2 separate regions of the Mus musculus genome follow, and region 2 is linked to region 1. Evidence: chromatin contacts called from public Micro-C data. All regions are on one chromosome and are shown on one strand. The core of a region is the stretch at or near the end of the contact, and the rest is flanking DNA. Distances in the headings are between cores, read along the strand shown.

Region 1 (6,261 bases), core at 3,069-5,568:
CCTAACCAAAGGTTACGATGAAAATGTGGTTTAATTTGTGTTTTTGTACCTTTCAAAATAACACTTCAACTGGTGTAGAAAGAGCCCACTTGTGTTTATGAAAGCTCTCCCGTCCCCCTACGGCTGCTGGGCCGTGTAAACACACTGTGAGGAGGGGACAGAAATAGCTGCTTGTGAAACTTTTAATACTAGCGTGTATGAGAATTAGAATTCTAAACCCAGCAGGTTAAAAATGTTCTGAAAGCAATTTTGGTGTTAGTCTAAATAATTATAGATGGTGCTCACTTAGATAAGGGCCTTTGCCCCCTCGGGGCTCCAAGGGAAAATTCTAGGCATGATAGTTAAGCAAAATAGTTGGTTATTACAGAGGCTTTTCGGTGGCAGTGCAAATTGGTATAATCCTTCTGGAAAGCAATCTGACAGGAGACGAACCTGGACCCATGGAAATGTACAACCCTTTGACCCAGCAGTCCCACTTCTGGGAATCAGTCTAAAAGAAATAATCCAACAGAAAGGGGTTTCATGCATGAAGATAACCACTTCAGTATTATCTATAACAGCAAAAATTAGAAACCACCTCGGTGTCCAAGGGCGGCTAAGTAAATTACAGTTAATCAACTCGATAGAGCGTCGCAGAACCAGTGAAAATTGACGGCCCTCCGAAGACACAGGGGCTGGTTGTGCTGCAGCAGCCAGGGCTCCGGGAGAATGTTAAGTGGCAAGCACAGGCTGCTGGAACCGTGTGTGCTCTCTAAGAAAAGCCCGTGTGGACCAGAAAGGGACAGGAGGACAGCGCCAGGGTGACCAGGGCTTAAGCATTCACTGGGCATGGAGGACCTGCTGTTCAGCACCTGGGAGCAGATGGTGGCTTGGAACCCCTCATCATGTTTTGTCTACTTATTTTAGGATTTAATCCAAGCAGAAAGAAGGGACACAGCTACAGCAGAACCTAGTCACTTGCCCCAGAGCTGGGATGGGAAGCCATTCCTGAGATTGCAAGTTACTTAAGACCACATTCGTTAAGCCTTTTGGTCTCTCCCACGCAGCCTAGAATGCGTAAGGGCCCGAAGAGCAGCTGACTGTGTGCATGACAGCGACAGCACATCGGCAATGAAAACCAAAGACATTTGAAAATATTTATGAACTTGTGTAGAATTAGCAAAAATAAACCCACCACGCATTAATATAAATAACATGTTTCTTATAAAAATAGCTAGAGTCTTCATAGCAGAAAGAAATTAGCGGGAAGGCATTGTTTACATTTTTGTGGGTTACACTGCTGCCTGACTTAATACAAGACAGCTGGGCTTTCATATCTGCTGCAGTATTTAATCTATGGCAATGGTGCCTGTCATGTAGCCCCTGGGAAAGTCCATTTACACTCCTGAGAGAATGAAAGTAGAAAAGGCAAATAACTTCTAGGTGTGATTATGAAAATAGTTTTGACCCGGTGGAAGGGTCGCAAGGACCCCTGGGGTGTTCAGATCATTGCAGTAGATTACAGCATCCCAGGCTGCAGCTATAGGGTTCAGATCATTGCAGTAGATTACAGCATCCCAGGCTGCAGCTATAGGGTTCAGATCATTGCAGTAGGTTACAGCATCCCAGGCTGCAGCTATAGGGTTCAGATCATTGCAGTAGATTACAGCATCCCAGGCTGCAGCTATAGGGTTCAGATCATTGCAGTAGGTTACAGCATCCCAGGCTGCAGCTATAGGGTTCAGATCATTGCAGTAGGTTACAGCATCCCAGGCTGCAGCTATAGGTGCTGGGTGGGTGCACAGCTGAAGTGCAGCCTCACTGGATTATTTCCTAGAGACCCACCCACATGCCGACAGCTGTGGCCTGCAGTGGAAAGTGGCCTTTTCACTCCTCTCACCCTTCTGGTTCCTCTACAGCAGTGTGCATTTCTTTTAGGGTCAGAGCACATTTCTTTCTTTGAGGCAGGATTTGGAAAGCCCTGATGTACCTGCGCCCTGAAGAATGAAGCTGGGTGGGAAGGTCACTTTAAATCATTAGTAGCCAGTGCTGGTGTGGGGAAGCATCAGGAAGCAGGGCTGGGTGGGGGCGGCAGCACCGCTCCTTAATATGCTGATCGATCCCTGGCACCTAGCACACATTCATCACAGTGCCATGCGGCCTGCCTGGGACCCAGTGACGAGAACTGAAACTGGCTCAAGCTAATCACTGCTAGATGAAGGTCAAATATAGGTGACTATATATCAGCTAGCAGGGTATGAGTAGACATGCCACTGCCTACAGCAGCTGGACACTTACAAAGGGAGAAGCCCGACCACAGACTTGACTACAAAATATGCTAGGTTTTCTCTGCTTTAAAAAAAAAAATGATAATGAAATACCAGAACTCAAACACCACCTGGGGGAAGGAGAGGAGGCGGGCTATGATGAGGGTCAATACTGTTAGCATGTAAATTGCCTGGAGATGGGGAACACTAAGACCATGGGAGATTAATGGACAGGAACCCCAATGACAAACCACTTACTTAGCATTCACAAGGTGCCAGGCCTGAGTCTAACCGCACTGTCCATAAATGAACTCATCTGGCCCTCAAACAAGATGCCATTAAATTAGCAGATGTTGGGGGGGGGGAGTAATAATTCTGCCCCTGTGGAGGACAGGGAGACATAGTCACTGTGCACACAGACATTGGTGTGAGCCACAAGCTAACGCTGTGGAGCAACAGGAATGAATGTTGTGCATCCGGGTACCCAGAAGAGATGTGCTACTGACAGGAGTGAAGAAGCAGAACTACAGGGCAAGAGGGAGAGTCAGGAGCAGGCACAACAACCCAAGATCCTTCCTCAGCATCACAGATGACATGAGGCTGCAGAGAGTGGAGACCCACCCACCCAGGACAGGCTGAAAGGAACACACACACACACACACACACACACACACACGTCAGGGACTCCGCCTGCCACCTCACAACCCTCAGGCAAGCTCACTGTAGACAAGTCCCTCCACCTCACACTTCAGGAAGCTTGATGGAAGGAGGGTGAGGATCCTGGCTAACAGCAGGGTGTTCCTACCCTGCTACCACACCTGAGGTTCTTAGCCCACATCGGAAGGCCACACTAGACACCTGGGCCTGCTGGTTGTCAGGGCAAAAGGATATGGCAGCTATGCATGGTGGCACTTGTCTATAATCCCAGCACACAGGAGCTGTGACAAGAAGGGTGCTGTAAGCTCAAGCCAAGCTGGGCCATTGAATGAATTCCAGACCAGTCTAGGCTAGAGTAAGGCACTGCCTCAAGAACGAACAAACAGCAACAGCTGAAGACAGAGTCAAGAGAGATGCAACCCCCTCTCTCCTCTCCTCTCCTCTCCTCTCCTCTCCTCTCCTCTCCTCTCCTCTCCTCTCCTCTTCCTGGGAAATTACAGTAAGACTGAGGGGAACCACTACTATGGAGTGTGTGTGTGTGTGTGTGTGTGTGTGTGTGTGTGTGTGGTATACATGCTTCGTCTGAAACAGAGTCTTGATTTTGTACCCTGGACTAGCCTCAAACTTCTTTCCTGCCCCAGGCACCCAAATGCTGGAATTATAGGCAAATACCAGCACACCTAGCTCTGGAAGACTGTGTAATCTCAGTTTTGTAGTGTGGGTTACAGAAGTTCCAATGGTGTGACTAGAGCCTGATGGTCCACTCAAAGAAAGAGAGAGCCCAGAAGAGAGCAAGGGTCGGGATGCATTCCGGCTGTCACACAAGTGGAAGTGCCAAGGCTTTTCATTTCTCCAATTTTCTTCTCAAAATCTGACCACTTTTACAATGAAGCAAAATGAAATATAGAACTACCCCCTTTTCTAAGACGCCAAGGGCCTCGCTATCACCAGGCACTAGACAGGCTCCTTTAAGAGTCTTCTGTGTCCAAGTTTTAAAAGCAACAAGAAATAATTCACTAGACTGTCTCAACTCCTAAGTGTGCCAATTTTGCAATCTGCATTTTTCAATTACATTAAAAGCATTTTTCCAAATTGCTCTATTCTCCCCTTAATGACACGGGATGAGATTGGCTGAGACGCGCTCCCCGAGGAGAGGGCCAGCACCTTCATGCCTGGCACCGCTTGCACATGAGCTGCCCTGGGTGCACAAAACTGGTCAAGTTCAACCACAAAGGCTCCCAGAAAGCAGAAAGCACACAGGGCTAGCCACTGCACTGCTTTCAGTCAGCTCATGTTGGTTCTGAGAGCCTCAAGCTCGTGAAGTAAAGGGAACCAGAAGCATCTCCAGTATTGGCCCTGAACTCATCTCGGCTTTCACTAGAGGGAAGAGGGCGTCAGAGACACTTCACCTCCCACGAAAAAGGAAGTTCCAGCCCAGAAGCTGCCAACTCTTCCCAGAGGCTCTGCAGCCTGGCTACTGACACCTAAGCCACCGCAGGACAACACGGGGACTCTCAACCTTCCCAGGAAGGTGAGAGGGAAGAGAGGGGCAAGCAGACTCCAGAACTGCGTGCCCCAGGGCACCTCCTGCTCTCCCTTGGTCTCCGCCACCTGAAGAAGGACCAGATGATCTCTCCATGTGCCGGCGTGTGTGCATGTTAACACACACACCAAATTCTCCCCTCGCCTTCACCTAATTACCCTCCATGCACTCACTGTTAATCATTCACTCCCCAAATACCAGACACCCACCACCACAACCCGCCCCTCCTACCCAGCTGCGCCTCTCATTTCCAACAGATCTGCCTCGTGCTCGGAATAAATTGCCAATCATCTGCATAATGCTCCCGAGCTCCTTCCTCCACGCACCAAATCACTTCTCAACCTCATTTCGTAAAAATCCATCAAGAGTAATTCTTTCAAAACTGAACTAAACCCTCGCTCTGGCACTTGGATCCATAAATTCCTTGTCTTTGAATGTGAAATATATCACTTTTTACAAAGCACATCCAAGATACCCTAATATAATCAGATCCACTAACAATGATAAATCAGCGAGATCCTGTAATATATAAAAATGCAAATCCAAGCCACCGTGGAAATCATCTCTGCTCCCCCTGCCCTTAACAAAGCCCAAGTAGTGAGGCTGAAGAGAGCCTGGGCCCATCTGGGAGAAAGCGCTGCTTTTCAACTGGGCATTTCCAGAGGTGGAGGAGGAACAGCTTGCCTGTTTGGCTCAGTCTCTGTAGCCTATTGCCCGCCCCATGTTGCCTGCTGTGTAACTGGGAACAAGTTTCAGCTCTGTGGTAAAGTGTGTTAAAAGCTGTGCCTAGCAGCATGTGGTGGACCCGGTGCAGCTGCTGACGCCCTGCTCCCTCATGTGCTCCTGGTCACCACAGGGCCGGTGATCAGCACAAGAAAGCACCAGCTGGGGTCACCTGCCTCCATCGCAGAGCCTTCAGCTACCTCCGAAGGCAGCTTGCCTGAGGGAGGCAGCATAGCTCCCTCCTGGGTCCCCTAAGAGGTTGCTTCCCCAGCGCTGCTGAGGCTTGACTTTGGACTCAAGCAACCGTCCACCATCCAGTGGCCAGTGTGAGCGCCTGGCAACTGGGCCGTCCTCAGCAGGACCTGGCGGATGCACAAAGCACTCCAAAGGACGACAAAGGCAGCTCAGTAGCATTGATCTCAGAAACTCCATGCATTTTAAAGGGATTTATCTCAGGAACACTGAGGATGAAACTCTTTAAAAATCCATATGTACAAAAACAGACTATGAAGAGATTCACAAAAGCAGAACTACATTAAGTCAGAAGACTCTAACTGAGGTGTTTTTTGCACATTTATGTTTTAACCAATCAATATGGGTACAAGGGGGGAAATTCTCGCTTATGCCAGGGACTGGACTAGATCATTTCTTCCCATATCTGTGGCAACAGTCCTCATTGATGGCCATTCTCTCTCCTTTACCGTGATACCTGGGGATCAGAGAGACCAAGTAATCGTATGCAAAGTCCCGGCAGCACTGAGCAGCAGTAGAGTCACGCACCAAAGGCCGGCCAGTGTAAGGTTCCATTTCCCACACACAGGCCTTCTGCCGGCCGACAGTGCAAAGCCCATCTTCACTACATTAAGCAGCAGAAAAGATGGCATTTATGCACAGTGTGATCACGGCAGGACTACTTGCTTTAAAATGGACTCCAGAAGCTACAGGAAACAGCACAGGAGAGACGAGGGAAAGTGTGAGGAAAGGGACAGTCAGAAAGCTGTTTGTGGACAGTTTTTCACTGGGGACTTTGTTTGGGGGAGCGGGGATGGAACCCCAGGTCCTCTGCCTGCAGGGCAGACATTCCACCTCTGA
Region 2 (5,680 bases), core at 43-2,542, 1.0 Mb before region 1:
CACTTTGCTGGCTGGTAGAAGGTGGGAGCAGGGATTAACAGGCCCGGGCTTGTTCTCTCTCCCTGAGCACAGAGGCCCCATGGGGCAGCTCTAATTGGTTCATGTCTGACTGTAGCAAAGAACAAATTGATTTCCCTCCAGCTGTTTCTGCAACCACAGGTCCTCAAGCAGGCACAGGCAGCCGGCTGTGCCACCCGGCTTCATGGTCAAGCGCTGGGGCAAAGTCGGGGGTGAAGGGCAAAGGGGGTCTTGTGACAAAGAAGGGATCCTGCCTCAGTGTCCCAGAGTACACGCACGAACGCACGCACCTTGACAGAGGAAGAAACGAGAGGCCCTCTGGGCTTCAGTGCTCCCTGTAGTAGCTGTCAAAAGCCAAGCATCAAACAAGATCCTACAGTAGAAAACCAGCGTTCCCTCTACATGGGGCTCCATACACAACAGCTCAGCCATACTGGAGTCTTTAGCTACAGGATACACATTTTCTTGCCCCGGGGCCTTTGCACATGCTGAAAATGTTTGCACCATCTCCCTTCCCACGTATTCCTTTGCCAGTGGACAATATATTCTTGCCCCGTGGACTCGGCTGGCAGGTCTTCGCTTGGACAGCTTCTCCTGGGAAGGGGCCTTGGCCTTCTCTGCACTCAGCCCCATGCTTGGCTTACTATGTGTGGAACCTTCCCACAGCAGGTCTAGCTTTTCTTCCCAAGGAGCAAATATAGTCCCTGCCCCAGCCATCATTCTGTGCGCACAAGCAGCCTCGGTGCCCGAGGAACCATGGGCGATCTCCGGGAGGAGGTTTTAGAGTGAGTGTGGGGCAGGGAACCCCACGGGCCTGAACCGACTGGCAGAGCAACCAGGAACCAAGGAAAGAGCTGGAACCCGCCCTGCTGGCAGGCCGAGAAATGGCAGACTGAGCCCAACAAGGCTCACACACACACCTGGCCTCCTGCTTAGAGCCTGCAGTGAACTCCCGGCACAGGCACGAAGCCCTCCTCGATCCCCGCCTCCCCAACCCCACCCCTCTCTCACTCAGGATTCTTTGTGACAGAGGTGGATGCACACCCCAGACTTTGTTCCCAGTTCCTGCCGCCCTTCCTCCATATTTCTTTCTCCACACCAAAGCAGAGCCCCAGCCACAAGAGAGGTGTTGTCAGTCCCCCACCCCACTCCACTTCTCCCTCGCCTCCCACCCTCGCTACCCCCCTCCTCCTGCAAACCGGCCACCTCTCTTTGTGTCCTCTGTCCCGGCCGACCCTCTCTTTGTGTCCTCCCTTCCAAATCTGCATCATAAAAAGCGCTAGGCCCAGACGGTTAAGGAAGGCTTTCCTTGGGGTGGGGAGAAGGGGCCAGGCTGTACTGGCAAGGTCAAATTTCTTTTTATTTCCCAGCGACAGGGGCCATTCACATGTTAATAAATGACACTCCCATCGGGCGTCTAGGCAGCCTTTCTGAAAACTGAATTTTAACTCAGCACAACTGCTCTGTGAACAAGTCTACAAATAAAGATCCTGAGGTGTGGGGTGACAGGGGGCAGATGGAAAGCCACCCAATGTGCAGAGGGCTAAGGAAAGGAACTGTCCACCGCCTGCCTGGCTAAAAATCACCAAGTCCTTCCATCCCAGAGTGAAGGATGGACAAAATTTGTGATTCACAATCAAGACTTGCTGACAGACAAATGAGCAGGAGGGGACTTTCTGGGGTCTTGTCTTGGTCACTTAGGCTGCGTGCAATCTCCAGCATCCCATAGCGTAGGTTTTCCCATGTGTCTCAGCTGCTTCCCCTCTGACGCCCAGATCCCTGTAGCTGGTTCTGGGGCAGTCCTGGCCTCACCTGAAATTGATCACCCCCCACCCAAGGCCTGACTTTCAACCAAGAAGTCTGTTGCTGTTGTTATGGGGTTCTCTTGTTGTTTGGTTGTTTGTTTGTTTGTTTTTGGCTTGCTTTTTTGCATCCTTTAGGATTTGTGCCTGAAGGGAACGAGGAGGCCAGAGTTTTTTGTTCTGTTTTTTTCTTTTAAAGTTTTAGAAAAGCTGTACAAAGGTTTTATAAGACGTTGTTCTTGTGCAACTGAAAAGCTGCAAGATTTGGCAGACATTAGTGAGCTGGGGTCAAAATGCCCAAATGAAAACCAGGTTTGGGGGCTGAGAGATGGCTCAGGGGTTAAGAGCACTGGCTGCCCTTCCCGAAGCCCAGTGCTTTATTCCTGTCACGCACATGGTGGCTCACCACCACCTGTAACTCCAATTCCAGGAGCTCTGACGACTTCTTCTGGCCTTGTCGGGCATCAGGCTCACATGCAATACACATACAAGTGTAACATGAACGTGCATAAAATAAAAATAAATATATCTTTTTAATAAAGTATGCTTGCTTCAGGGATATCCTGATTTCTGGTGGCTGAGATAGACCTGGAGCTCTTCGATTCCTGGCCCATGTGGTGAATCTCTGAAACAAGAACAGACAGTGGGCAGAACCTGTAAGAGTTCTCTGTAGGTGTCTGTGCCCCAGGGGGTTCAGTGGATGTTAGGTCTCCTAGCCTACCTTTTACAGGACTCAAGAGTGCTTCCCAGGAAGACACACTAGCTGGAGGTGGAGGTTCTAAGGCAATGGCCGCTGCAAGGTAGTGCCAGAAGAGAGTGGGTGGGGCTGAGCAGAGAGGGCACTGAGGGATGAGGGGCAGGACTAAGGGAAAGTGGGTGGGGCTGAGGAGAGGGAGTACTGAAGGATGAGGGCAGAGCTAAAGGGAAATGAGTGGGGCTGAGGAAGGCTGAAGAAGGCTGGGCAGGGCTGAGGGAGACCAAAGATCAATATCAGTGGCCATAGCCAATATCCACAGCCAGGAGGCCCCATAAGCACCAGACATTTGCTACCTCCAGTTCTGGCAACTGGAAGTTGAAGGTTGAGCTGGAAAGTAGGGTCCTGGTTGGGGCCTTCTTTGAGATGTAGCTCTGTCTCTCTGAGTCCTCACTGGAGGGAAAGAGGTAAGAGTCTCCAGCCCTTTCCGTAGGGCACTAATCCCAATATGAGGGCTGTACTTTTGGACCCTGTCATTGCATAGAGGCTACTTGGGTGACACTGTCCTTGAGGCACTGGGCTATCCTCCTGTGAAACAAGGAGTGTTGGGAATGGGATGGAGTGTCTCTGAGACAAGGAGGAGCTGACAACTGCCATGTAGCCTAGGAGGATAGAGATCCCACAGTCACAAGAGCAATGCTATGACCAGGGCCTCTCATCACTGACAGCAGTGGACTTGTGGTGGCCCCTGGAGGACAGAAGCACCTTGCCTAGGATAGGCCAGCTGCACTGGGTCTGGATGTGGGTGGGGACTCCCCAAGACCCATTGTGGAAACTCTGAGCTTTTAGGAAATCGTGCTGCAACCAGGATGTGCTGTCCAGCAAGCCGCCCTGTCACAAGAGGCCTCATCAGACCAGACTCTCACCAGGAAAAATGCACTTTCTTGTTGGATCCAAGATCCAGATTTTGTAGAATAAACACTTGTCAACTCAGAGAGCATGTATACCAATTAATTACCACTGGGCTAGGCTGCACTGGGCTGCAGGCTGTGAGAACAAGCCTTCCCAAGCCATTCTTTCCTTTCTGTTTTCCCCCAGGACTCGGGCATCACATGAAATGTCTTGAAGACTCTTTCCAGGTCTGGTCTCTTTGAGACACTTCTAATAGCACAGAGTTGGAGGCTGTAAATAGTAGGGGGACAAGGAAAGAGAGATGTCTCACATACCAGGTGAGACACCCTCACTCTTGTATAAAAATGCAGCAGGACATCTTTTTCTTGTGGCCGCCACTACCTCCAGACAGATTATACAAGACTTACGGACATCTGAAAGTTTCTTTTTCGTTTTTCCAGTCCAGACCAGTTCCCTCTTCCCCTTCCATACTTGACCCAGGAAGAAGAGAGATAGAGTTTTGTCTGGAACATCCTGATATCTAGGTGTAGTCTGCCTGGTGTTCAGTAACTATTGGCACCCCGGTCACAGTTTGACATGCAATAAACATGTGATGAACTTTTACCTCGGGCCAAAATAACGTCAGAAAGACCAGATTTAGCCTCTCCTCTGCAAGAGCTAAGAATCTGGACAGAACACATGGAATAACAATTGTCAGACATGGACTGTCAGACAGTTCAAGTCAGTTCAAGACAGTAATCCTGAGATTGGGGCGGGGGGTGGGGGGGTGGGGGGGAGTAAGCCATGTGAGCCCTGTCATGGCTTTGGGCTGCAGCCAGGAGAGTCTCCAGGCATGCCACTAGGAGGGGGGCCCAGACAGAGCCTGGGGTCTTTCTCATGGAACTGGGGACTTGTGGAGGCCAATGCAGCTGCAGTCCTAGGACTAGGAAGGATGGGAAAGGAAGGATGTTTGAGGGATGTACTTGTAGATGGTCCCTCTTGGGAGTTAAGAGCTCAGCAGAGCTTGGTCAGCTCAGGTGCGACAGTAGCGGGCTCACACAGGGCTAGTGACAGTGCTGGCTCCTACCAGCTGTGAAGACAATGGCAGCTACTTCTCAGTACATTCCCAGGGATTGGGAAGGGTATGGAGTAGATGCTGCCCAGTGGTGGATAAGTGACACTTGAATCCTACCTGTTAGAGCTCCTCAAGTTGTATCCAGTCCACAGCCTGTGGGTCGCATGCACCTGAGAACTCTGCTGCCAGTGAGGCACAGCACAAAAATTTTAAACTCACTTAAGAGATGATGAATGAAGACCTGTTTGTGATTTTAGAAATATCTAGCTTAAAGAGTTCTGAAGCACACGCTTCATAGATGACAGTTTGTATCTTGATGGCAAAAGGTTGGGCCCATCTGGAAGCTATGGGTAAATGAAACAGTTTCCAAAGTACCTTAACTATGTCTGAGAACAGAGATTAATACCATTTATAGGAATATAAACATCTATTCCCTAACAGTAAATACAAGGTTGGGAACCAGGTGAAAAATAGATAGCCCGCGTATGCAAAGGAGCAGGGCATGTGCCCAGAGGAGGAAGCAGAGTTGGAGATACGGCTCAGTTGGTAGAGTGCTAGCCTGGTGTCCATGAATCCCTGTGCTCCTCAAGCACTGCATAAACTGTCAGGGGAGTGCATCTATAATCTCAGTACTCAGGAGAATCGGAAGCTTAAGGTCATCCCAGCTCAGAAGAGAATTTGAGGCCAGCCTGGGTTACAGGAGACCTAGTAAGATAAGATAAGATGAGATGAGATAAGATAAGATAGAATTGCATAAGAACTCAATGAATCCAGATTAACTCTGAAATACCATAGGAGATGGAATCAGCGGGTAGGATCCAAAAACAATTTTATAACTCTGTCCTCTGTGTTCAGGAAGCAAAAAGAAACACAGGCAAAGGCAATAAAAGGAGATGTGAGCCCTATGTAAAGAGGTGAGAAACAGCATCTGAGAGCAAAAAAAAAAAAATCTCATGAAATTAGCAGAGGATTAAGTGCTCAGAGGGGAAGAGTAATCGACTTGAAGATGCGGTAATAGAAATGATTTTAAATGCAACATTATAGAGGAGAGAAGAATACAGAACATCAAGATAACTTCCAAAGGCCCAGTGTCTATGTGAAGTAGTATGGAAGACAAGGAGATGGGAAATATATCAGGAAAAATGTCAGTAGAAACTTACAAATGTGGTGAAAACTCTAACCAGTGAGGTCTAAGAAGGG

What was found. Hi-C and Micro-C count contacts between places; a contact is called where the count stands out from the background.
Region 2: a contact with region 1 is called in a Micro-C map of stem cell-derived motor neurons, with 6 times the contacts expected there. The contact joins two enhancer-like sites. A contact is called at or near these places in 5 of 39 promoter capture datasets (the 3T3-L1 cell line, 3T3-L1-derived adipocytes, hippocampal neurons and 1 more), 3 of 15 datasets of contacts at CTCF or cohesin (the NIH/3T3 cell line, large pre-B cells and pro-B cells), 52 of 484 Hi-C or Micro-C datasets (the 3T3-L1 cell line, 3T3-L1-derived adipocytes, the AML12 cell line and 32 more), 9 of 115 datasets of contacts at active chromatin or transcription factors (the NIH/3T3 cell line, acute myeloid leukemia, differentiating embryonic stem cells and 3 more) and 3 of 9 other capture datasets (embryonic stem cells, embryonic tail and embryonic trunk).

What each region holds. Positions count from the first base shown.
Region 1 is chr12:108,905,023-108,911,283 of GRCm38.p6, reverse strand. The region is part of intron 2 of Wdr25 (WD repeat domain 25); the gene reads right to left. Among named protein-coding and RNA genes, the nearest start is that of Wdr25, 14 kb to the right of the region's middle. Within about 2 kb of position 4,318, at least 14 of the 459 cell types and tissues checked have an H3K27ac peak or open chromatin away from gene starts, as enhancers often do. A contact at or near this core is called in ganglionic eminence and stem cell-derived motor neurons, where this site is marked.
Region 2 is chr12:109,944,128-109,949,807 of GRCm38.p6, reverse strand. Gm34554 (a long non-coding RNA gene) reads right to left here. Exons shown (of 3, transcript XR_381936.1): 3 at 2,330-2,445. Among named protein-coding and RNA genes, the nearest start is that of Gm34554, 25 kb to the right of the region's middle. RefSeq lists an enhancer at 1-3,304. Within about 2 kb of position 1,292, at least 54 of the 459 cell types and tissues checked have an H3K27ac peak or open chromatin away from gene starts, as enhancers often do. A contact at or near this core is called in ganglionic eminence and stem cell-derived motor neurons, where this site is marked.